Regions from separate parts of the Mus musculus genome. Here region 1 is linked to region 2. A link is a contact called in public promoter capture Hi-C data. All regions are on one chromosome and are shown on one strand. The core of a region is the stretch at or near the end of the contact, and the rest is flanking DNA. Distances in the headings are between cores, read along the strand shown.

Evidence for each region. Promoter capture Hi-C pulls out the DNA fragments that hold promoters and counts their contacts.
Region 1: a contact with region 2 is called in a promoter capture Hi-C map of trophoblast stem cells, with 2.6 times the contacts expected there. The contact joins the promoter of Il18rap here to the enhancer-like site in region 2. A contact is called at or near these places in 13 of 39 promoter capture datasets (the 3T3-L1 cell line, 3T3-L1-derived adipocytes, the HPC-7 cell line and 9 more).

What each region holds. Positions count from the first base shown.
Region 1 is chr1:40,511,122-40,516,705 of GRCm38.p6, reverse strand. Il18rap (interleukin 18 receptor accessory protein) reads right to left here and starts at 1,344. Exons shown (of 13, transcript NM_010553.4): 1 at 1,230-1,344; 2 at 931-1,006; 3 at 171-309.
Region 2 is chr1:39,708,897-39,714,139 of GRCm38.p6, reverse strand. It overlaps Rfx8 (regulatory factor X 8), which reads left to right. Exons shown (of 15, transcript NM_001145660.1): 3 at 2,701-2,762; 4 at 3,896-3,982. Among named protein-coding and RNA genes, the nearest start is that of Rfx8, 9.5 kb to the left of the region's middle. Within about 2 kb of position 3,624, at least 17 of the 459 cell types and tissues checked have an H3K27ac peak or open chromatin away from gene starts, as enhancers often do. A contact at or near this core is called in the HPC-7 cell line and trophoblast stem cells, where this site is marked.

The sequences.
Region 1 (5,584 bases), core at 95-2,594, 800 kb before region 2:
TGCCAATTCTGCATATGGGAGTAAAAATGACTGACAGATACCAGCAAATGTAAAACTCAAGTTTGTCATTCTGTAAAACATGTGTGCTGTCATTCTTATTGTCCCAGTAGAAAACCAAATGTTGCATCACTCATAGCAACGGTGCCCGTTATGAAACAATGACCACATACCTGTTCAGTAGTAGAAGGGAGAATCATATCTGGAGGAAGAGGGTTTCAAAGTTTCTCATCTTGCCACCACTATTCGCCTTCTCTACAGAAGGAGGTCGGAGGCCGGTGAGATGATCTGAAGATCTGCAAGGTCTCTTTCCTAAAATTTTCCAGAAGGCTTTTATTTAAAAATTCTCTCTTTTTCTCAGAAGCAGAAAAAGTTAGCCTGAAGTTATTCAAAAGATACCCAATTTGACCATATTTTAGAGTAATAATGAGCTAAGTTTTTCAAAGAACAAAGCTTTTGCTGGGAGGAGAAAAATGAAAGCTGTGAATGAATCACCAGGAAGCCTCTCAGTCCTGTGCACACCCTTAAAGTACAAATAAAAAAGAGATGCTATGGCCTAGTCTAATAATTGCAGTAGTCAAAGAATACTGATAATGCTCACATGGTCCATAGCAGCTTGTTCAGTGCTTGCCTCCAAAGATGGACAAGTAATGTGGCCATTCAGATTTGACCCGCATTTGATTGAATCCCTCTATAATCCTTTCAATAAAATGTAAGAATCACTGTTTAAAACAAAGGTTTACTTTGTAACTAGTCACTTATACAAGTTAAGGTTAAAACCGACACTGAGATACAAATGTTGCTGCCTAATAGCACACCTGTGATTAAAAATATTCCACAAAAAGCAACTCTTTAGCAATTCACTTTTTAAGTCCTTTAAAAATATATATTAGGGGTTAAGGAATCTAGGGAAAGAATATTCTGGTCTCTTACCTTTGTTTCCTGCTCTTACATACACAACAAATAAAGAAATTCAAGTCTTTATGTCAGTGAATGCCAGCTTGTGCATCTGAAAAAAAAAGTGTGAAAAACACCCATTTTCAAAGGGTTCTGCTACATTTTTTTTTCTTAGCAAGAGAGTTACTTGAAGAAGATTTAAGGACTATCCAACCCATACAGTTTTGAAATAATAAGTTATACCTGGACAGAAAAGGACAACCTTGGAATTTTGTAAAGGACCTCTGGTGTTGGAAAATGCCCAGTCATAACAAAGGAGAAATGAAGTAAACTACCTTTATCCACGGAAGAAAACTCCTGAAATAAAGCATTCAAAGCTGTCCTCTGGCCAGCCTCCTTGACAAGAAAGGGGTTGTGGTTAGGTTTAGTTGAAATGGTGAGTAAGCCTGCTTCCTTTACAGGAATTTCCTGTACCAAATGTTAACATTCGACACGGTTTCTCAACAGGGGAGTTCTTTTTTACTTCCTCCTCCTCCTCTTCCTCCTCCCCCTTCTTCTAAAACAAGCACTGCCAACCTTGCCTTTCATTTCAAACCTAAAGGCTTTCTTCTGATGAACTCTCTCTCTCCAGCATCACTTTTACAGAGCAATAATTTATCAATGAGGAGAGTGATATAACCGTAGCTTTGAAAGGCTCGGAGGCTATGCTTGTGCACCGTGGAATGCCTAATTAAGAACTGCACTGTAATTAAAACAATTTAGAGGACCGTGAGACCACACTAGTCCCAAAGCCTCTTAATTAAACGGAGCCTATTCTCCCCATAAAGACAAGCTGAAGCAGCGGGGCACAGCAAACCATGGGGATTGTTTCAGCACAAGGCTGGAGAAGAGCATAAAATAAAAGCAGAGCCCAAGTTCATGTCAGAGTGGGGGCAAGGTAAGTGTTGACCTGAGGTGAAGGTGAAAATCTAAGAGAAGAGTTAGCAACTGAGGGCAGGTCTAAGCCAATAAATAAATAGATAAATAAATAAATAAAATCATGTATTCATGCTAATTGTGGAACTAGCTCAAATCCCAAAAGGATTTGAGGTTTTCCTACCACCTATTGCAGGTTCAGAGGAAAGCACATGAGGGCACATGAGCTTAGACTCCCAGGGTGTGACAGGGACAGCCCAGTAATCCAAAATCTAAATGGGATTAAAGGAGGAATACTGAGGATGAAGGGGAAACGGATAGACCAGGCATTGTTCATGATAATGGTTTAATTCAGGCTGAGGTACATTCAGAGTGCCTGGGCGTTGGGAGTGTCCTTATCAAACCTCAGAGATCTGAATATAGACCTTAAAGTTAAGCCCAAAGTTACTGCCAGTGTGGTCTCCTGAAGTGAATTCATCAACAGCTTTTCCTTCGAAGCTTAATGTGTCCTTTATAAACTGTTTTTGGAAGAGAAAAGCAGGACATCATGAACCACAGGAGATTTGGGATCAGATGAAGGTCTTAGTCACCACAGGAAACTCAGGCTTTAACACTTGGTACAAGTAAAATCATTGCGGAGCACCCTCATGAATAGAGAGAGCTGACCTGTGGAACAGAAGAGGAGACAGTGTAGAAACAAGTCTAACTGTGTGTGGAAATTTTTAAAAATAGGAAAGAGCATCACAAACTAGACGTAGTGTGGTAACTTAGGTCGCCCTATGGAAAACTACGCAACAAATTCTCCACTCGCACCACACAACAGACTATGTTCCAAATGGACTCAGATCTTTTTACTTAAATTTATTTTTTTAAATTTTTTAATGTTTGCAAATAAATTAAAGTATAATTACAACACGTTTCCTCTTCCCTTGGCATTCCTCTTATCTGATTATTATGCCTGCTCATTATCCCCGTCACTGGTTGGCCTTTCCCTCAATCTCTACTCCATCTTTATCATGTAAGGCAAGAAAAATTTTGGGTCAAAGATTTTGTGGTGGGTTGATGTCCCCCTCACTCCACTGGAAGTCCCACCTGGCTACTGGAAGTGGCCACTTCAGTCTCCTTATCTCCAACTGTTAAGAGCCTCATCTAAGGTCACTCTCATAGCCTCTTCTATCTCAGATCTCCAGCTAATACCAGAGATGACCCACACTGATTTTTATCTCTTTTCCATTTCCCATACCTGATCTCCATCCCCGTTCCCCTTCTCACCCGGTCTCCCTCTCCCACTCAATTCCTTCCATCCATCCACCATGTTTATTTTATTTTCTCTTCTGAGTGAGATTCAAGCATTCTCTCTTCGGCCCTCCCTGTTACTTAGTTTCTTTGGGTCTCTAGATTGTAGAATGATTATCCTGCACTTCCTGGCTAATGTCCACTTATAAATAAGTACATGCCACGTATGTCCCTTTGGCTCTGAGTTACCTCACCCAAAATGATATTTTCTAGTTCCATCCATTTGCCTGCAACATTCATGATTTCCTTGTTTTTAATAGCTGAATAGTATGCCATTGTGTGGATGTACCACATTTCCTTTATCCATCCTTAAGTTGAGGGACATATGGGTTGTTTCAGTTTCTGGCTATTATGAATAAAGCTGCTATGAACATAGTTGAGCACATGTCCTTGTGGTATAGTAGGGCATCTTCTGGGTTTATGCCCAAGAGTGGTGTAGCTGGATCTTGGGGTAGAACTACTCCCAACTCTCTGAGAAATTGCCAGATTGATTTCCAAAGTGGTTGTACAAGTTTGCACTCCCACCAGTGATGGAGGAGTGTTCTCCTTCTTCTGCATCCTTACCAGCATGGGCTGTCACTTGAGTTTTTGATCTTAGTCATTCTGACAGGTGTAAGGTGGAATCTCAGAGTTTTGATTTGCATTTCCCTGATGACTAAGGATGTCGAACATTTGTTTAAGTGCTTCTTGGCCATCAGAGATTCTTCTGTTGAGAGTTCCCTGTTAGCTCTACACCTCATTTTTAAAATTAGGTTATTTGGTTTGCTGGTGTCTATTTTCTTGTGTTCTTTATATGTTAATCCTCTGTCAGACGGAGGGTTGATAAAGCTCTCTTCCCATTCTGTAGGCTGCCACTCTGTCCTACTCCTGATGTCCTTTGCCTTGCAAAAGCCTTTCAATTTCATGAGGTCCCATTTATTATCTGATTATTTTTCTTGCCTTACATGATAAAGATGGAGTAGAGATTGAGGCCAATCAGTGACAGGGATAATGAGCAGGGATAATAATCAGATAATATTATTTTATTGTTGATCTCAGTGTCTAAGTGAAGCTGGAAAAAGTTCATCTAAAGTGTAGTTTAATTCTTTACCATCTGGAAATAAGTACATACAAAAGAAGTAAAAGGAAAACAATAAACTCTGGGCACGATTTGAAACTTACATACACAAATCTTGTCACCTCCAATGTGGAAATTGCTTCCAGCAATGGAAATAAGATTAAACTTGTTCAAAAAGTGTTGACAGAAGGCAAAGGACACATTCCTATCCATCGCTATTGAGATGACAGACAGCACAGTCCCTATGGGGAGAAGTGAGGCAATATCAAACTAAGTCACATATGCGTGTTTGTTGAAACAGCAAACCTGCATTGTGGGCATGATCTCAAAAATATTCAAACAAAAATATGTGAAGATATCTTTAAATGGTATTGTCTTTTATAGCATAACCAATAAAAGCAAAATACTGAAGCCTTAGGACTGGTTGAATAAACTATGACATAAGAATAAATATTCCAGGTATTTGTACAAAATAATGAGAACTACTTTCATGTCTAATTATGGAGTAGTTACTAAAATAGTTTCAAAAATTATATTGGAAAAGCTCTCTGTAACCTGTGAGTGGCGAGCGATGTAAATAGCCATTCAAATTTTCTTAATGTATGGAGAAAAAAAACAATGCCAGTTTCTACGGTGTTTCCTTTTGGGTACAGAGCAAAGAGGAGGTAGAGAGGAATGAGAAATGGATTCTGTATGAACTTTATTTTGTAGGTTTGCACTTAAAATAATGCAAATATTTTTCACACAAAGTAAAATTTTAAGGAAAAAAAACCACTAAAAATAAAAATATGAAGAAGGAACCTAACTATACTGAATCAACAAACCTTGATCAAAAGATAATTTCACATGACTTCAGAACACACTTGACTTTATCTTTTAATGAAATATTCTTTTTTTTCCTCTTTTTTCTTTTTTTTAATTAAGTATTTTCTTCATTTACATTTCCAATGCTATCCCAAAAGTCCCCCATACTCTCCCCCCCTCCCAATCCCCTCCCCACCCACTCCCACTTCTTGGCCCTGGCATTCCCCTGTACTGAGGCATATAAAGTTTGCACGACCAATGGGCCTCTCTTTTCACTGATGGCCAACTAGGCCATCTTCTGATACATATGCAGCTAGAGACACGAGCTCTGGGGAGTACTGGGTAGTTCATATCGTTGTTCCACCTATAGGGTTACAGATCCCTTTAGCTCCTTGGGTACTTTCTCTAGCTCCTCCATTGGGGGCCCTGTGATCATCCAATAGCTGACTGTGAGCATCCACTTCTGTGTTTTCTAGGCCCCGGCATAGCCTCACAAGAGACAGCTATATCAGGGTTCTTTCAGCAAAATCTTGCTAGTAGATGCAATGGTGTCAGCGTTTGGAGGCTGATTATGGGATGGATCCCCAGGTATGGCAGTCTCTAGATGGTCCATCCTTT
Region 2 (5,243 bases), core at 2,375-4,874:
TCCTCTGCTAAAATAACGTCAACGACTGTGTCTCTGATTAGAATCAGATTGCGTCTCCTTTGTGAGCAGTGTGGAAATCGAAAAGTGTTAAGAAGGGAAAAAAATAAAGACTGGCTGAGGCCCCACCCCCAAAGGTGTACTTGCTCCCATGGTCCATTTGTACACGTGTGCACACACACTAGTGTGAACAGCAAGCAGGAGCTGGGAGGAAGCACAGCCTTCATATCCTGCCCTTGTCCCTGTGTCCTGCCATCTGTCTCCTTCTGTCCTGACAAGCTGGTGAGCAAGCAGCAGGCCTCCCTGGAAGCCCTGGGTGAGGCGAACGTCTCTTGTCCTCCTAATCCACTCAACCATAGCAGCTTGCTTCTTGAAACCCCAGCCTCTTAGAGTATACAAATTCTTTGTTTTGTTTGCTTTGCTTTGTTAGGGCTGTGCAAGACACCTGTCTATCCTGGAACTTGCCTTGTAGACCAGGCTAGCCCTGAACTCACAGAGATCTGCCTGCCTCTGCCTCTCAAGTTCTGGGATTAACCACACTCGACGAGTGGCCAGACTCAACACAGCTTTCAAGTGGTGTGGTCTCCCCTTCTCCTCCAGCACTGTGGCATGCCACAAAGCAGGTGTAGAGGCTCGTTTCCTGCCTCTCCTTCCGACTGTGCTGCCAGCTGTTGATTGAACCTTCCTGGGAGGAAGGAAGAAGAAAGGAAAATGAGAGAGGCTTTACTCTATACGAGCCAGTTGGACCCTTTGGTGTGGTGGGCTCTTTGGTACCCGCCTTGGGCACTTTCCAGTACGTGTTCCTTGGCTTGGTAGTCGGTGTTCTGGAGGAGCCTGCTGGCATCTGCCTGCTTTCTGCATGTTCAAGAACAACACAGGGCAAGCCCATCTTTCTCCTGCCCTGCTGACTGCAGAAAGTGCGTGATGATTCTTGGCCTGAACAGACTGTGGATGGTGCTCACAGTGGCCTTTCTGTTCAGCTACTGAGGCCCTCCTCGTCCTACCCACATGAATTCTGGGTTGTCAGAAGATGGCAACTGCAGTAGCCTCCCAGAAAACACTTTGAGTGACTGGACTAACCTTCCCACACTCCCTCACAGCCAGGAAGGGGGCCTCTGTGCAAGAAGCCATTCACACGTCCTCATCTTTGCTTCACTGCAGATGCCCACAGATGCAAGCCCCTTGAATGTGTTGTCAGGCAGTTTGTTCTTCCATCCATCCATCCATCCATCCATCCATCCATCCATCCATCCGTTCGTCCATCCATCTGCCACCTATCCATCTGCCCATCTATCTGTCTATTGTCCATCCATCCATCCATCCTTCTGTCCTATCCCTCCATTTGATCATCCATCCATCCATCTATCCATCTGTCTGTCTGTCCATCCATTCTTTCATCCATCTGTCATCTCTTTGCTCCATCCTGTTGTGTAGATACTGCAAGGGTAAGTAGATTAAAGATGGACTCATGGATGGATGGAGGCCTGATGGGTAGGCAGACAGGTAGCTGGATAGATGGATAGATGATAGGTGCATAGGTAGACAGACAGACAGACAGATATGGACAAGAGAAAGATGAGAAGTCAGATAAGGGGAAGCCCGTCTCACTTCTCTCAAATGCTGCTCCTGGGAGCTCATACAAAGGGAGGCTGCGGCACACAGCCAAGCAGGAGCTGGGCGGAACAGCTCTGCAGAGGAACAACAGAAGTCATTGGCAGGCCTGTGGCTTTCCCTGCCCCGGCTTCTAAACTGTCCCTACATGCAGGGTTTCCCCTTCCAGCAGGTGTGAGCCTAGATACCCTACCTGTAGTTAATCCCTGGATATGGCCACCGGGATAGAGTCCGGTTGAAAACTGGAACACGAGTAGTGTCCCTGAATATAAAACACATCAAGGTAACTCAGCCGGGCGGGAGATGAGAATCGGAATCCAAGTGACTGTTATTCTACAGTTGAGTACCATCCACTCACTAAACCCTCTGAAATGAGAAGACCCATGGTCAACTCTGAAAGTAGCTATGATACCAGAGAAAGAGGAAAACAGCAGAAGAGCAACAGCAGCCATAGGCTAGACCCGGCAACCACAAGCTAGACCCAGCAGCCACAGGCTAGACCCAACAGCTGTCAATAATCCAATTTCCAGAGAGTCTTCGTGATGCCAGTCAGCAATGTAGCATTGAAGAGAGCAGAAAGCAAGACCAAACGGAGTTCGTTGCCAGCAATTCAGTCTGGAGAGCCTGACTGTTGGGACAGTACGCAGAGGCTCTCAACCTCCCGACACTGCGACCCTTTAATACAGTTCCTCGTGCTGTGGTGACCCCAACCATAACATTATTTTCAATGATACTTCACAACTGTAATTTTGCTACTGTTATGAATCGTAATACAAATATCTGTGTTTCCTCATAGTCTTAGGCGACCCTGTGAAAGGTTTGACCTCCCCCACAGAGGTTGAGACCCCCAGGCTGAGAACTGCTGCCTTAGAGTTTTGGTACTGGGAACCTAAGCCAGGACATTACCTGCCCCAGATGGGACACCAGGATTTCATTCTGTGACTTTGCCCATCTGGTGTGTTCTAATTTCCTTTGTATGTATCCCTTTTGGAACCAGCTTGGATCATTTGTATGGCTCCTCAGTAAGTGTAGATGAAGTGAGTTTGTTTTCAGTTTTCAAACTGCATCTTTAAATCTGTCTCATTCCCACAGCTTGTGCGCTTGGTTTTCCCTGACCTGGGCACCCGGAGGCTGGGCACACGAGGAAGTGCCAGGTAGGGTTTTAATGTTTGTTTTGTGTTAAATGAAGAAAATGACAATGCAGGGAAATCACAATAATCAATAAAATGTGTGACACAGAGTAAGCTGTACTCGGCAGCTCTCACCAAAGGGTGCTGTGGCTGAGACTACCCCCCCCCGACCCCCAATCATCTGGAGACTCCAGGCAGCACCGCGCTCATGTGATTCAAAATCTTGTTAAAATATAGAGATTACCACATATACTTTAGATTTAAGAAATGTGCCCAATTATTAAAATGTTCAAATGATTGCACACATAGAATAATGCCAATTGCTTTTAATTACTCTTTGGACTGAAATAACTTAAGCATTTGGCCAATTAGCCTATCAGTTGTATTCAGGAGGCTGGGGCCTGTGGTGATAGTTTTAACAGGGATGGAAGCTCCAGTGTCATCAAGCATGTCCTTATAATAATTGCCACACAGTTGTCATTGTCCTTTGCCATTTGTTTAAAATCAAGACAGGAAATCAGTGAGCAGGGACAGAAGCCAATTAGAGGAAAGGCCAGCAGCCCATAAAGAAACTGAAGACAGTGGCAAGTTTGCCAAATCTAACCTTGGGCAGGAAGTAAGCTGAAGAAACCTGGTTCTTAGCCCGGGCACACACTGTAGTTTCCTGGATGCCACAGAGGAGATGAGACTGTGTGGGGGGAGTCTGGCTTCCTGCAGGCTGAGTCCTCCGAAAGGTCAGGCGTCAGGACAGGAGGCCTGTCCCAGGACATCTCTCTGAGATGAGAAACCGAGAAAACAGAACCAAGCACCCAACAGTGCTTTTGTAGGCTGCCACAACGAAACGCGTGTAATGGGCTGTGTCTTATGATGGGTAGAGGATGTGGTGGGTTCACCTAACCTGCCTGCCATTTTCAGTGAGAGGTGCCGCACTGTGGGGTGTGGGGCTCCCTGCTGCTGTCCAGGGTTGTGACTATCATCCTACAGATACTAGCCAGTGAAAAGATGCACATTCAAAATTCTCCATACAATATGCACATATGGGTGTATATGTGTACAGTACATTCATATGGCACCAAGCCACTGCAGAGGCAGGCAAGAAGTTGGACTATCTGCAATGGCGTATGCGGAGGTAAGTTACAGGCCGCCTCTGTTTTCAGGTATCATTATGATGGGATCTACATCAAGAAGAGCTCCTTCTTCTACGCTCATTACTGCTACCTGCTGGGTAAAAAGAGCTGTCACAGGTTAGTCTGTCCTTGGGTTCCTTGGTCATGGGACATGGCCTGGTTTCTTTGAAAACCACTCGGATCTTAGTTGTAGCTAACTGATTTGTAGGATGGTCTACCACAGGTCCTTATGAAGAGCAGAAAAGCACAGGCCAGCATGTGGCTAATGCCCCGGGGAAACCTCTGGCAATGTTACTGGCCAGAGAAACCCATTTCTACCTGACTTCCTCAGATAACTGATTCTAACCATCTTCTCAGTCACCTAAGCCGTTGCTGATCCGGTCTTCCCAGACACGTCATTGACCTCATGACCCCACTGTTCCGTCGCAGGGCTAACCTCACTTTAAGCTCTCCCCTTCTCAGTGAAAGTCAGTGCAGACTTTCACTCCGGGAGGCCCAGGAGACTCTTGTGCTCTGCCTGTTACCGTCCCTTCCCTCCCTCCAGAAGGGTGCTTTCTATCATCACCTCGGGTCCGTCCTTGCCCCACTCACTCCCTAGGAATTCCCTTCTGGCTGTTTCTGGACAGTACCACTGAGATGACCCATGGGAGCCTCACCCTCAGGACATGGAAGCTTTGACTCAGAACCTCCCTAGAAATCGTCTTCACCTCGATTTTCCTTGATGCTCACCCCGAGCCACCCCTGACTTCACTGGGCTGCAAAACCCTCTCCACTCTTCCCTTTTGAGGTGGTAAGAGTTCACATATGCTCTTGTCACCCTACTCAGAGAACAGCTACGTTACGGCTTCATATCTGCAGATGGAGCCACACTGAAGGCCAGCATCTTCAGATGCAACCAAACCTAAACCTGGGTGCTTGGTAGTTAGGCCTAAGCATGCACATACATCATGACCACATCCTAAATAGGAGTTTTCAGTATTAAGTAATCTAGAGATGGCTTATAGCATAATCAGGGAGTCAGTTATGCTCTTTGCAGAAACTCCTTTTTATAGAAGGGACTTGAGCACTGGAGGAACTCCAGGGCCAGTCCCTATGGATGCTGAGGAACCCCAGTCCCCTATGGATGCTGAGGGACCTCAGTCCCCTATGGATGCTGAGGGACCCCGCCCCCCATGGATGTTGAGGGACAGCTGGACTCTATGAACCTCATACAGCTGCTCTCTTCTCAGCCTCATCCTATTCTAAACACAGCCACTCGACTAAGCTTCCTCAAATGCTAGTTTGCCTTCCTCTTTCTTTCCCAGAAGCACCTGGGGTGAAGGCCGCCCCCCACCCCCAGGCGCTGCTGGCAGGCTGTCTGTCTTGCTTGGTGTTTCTG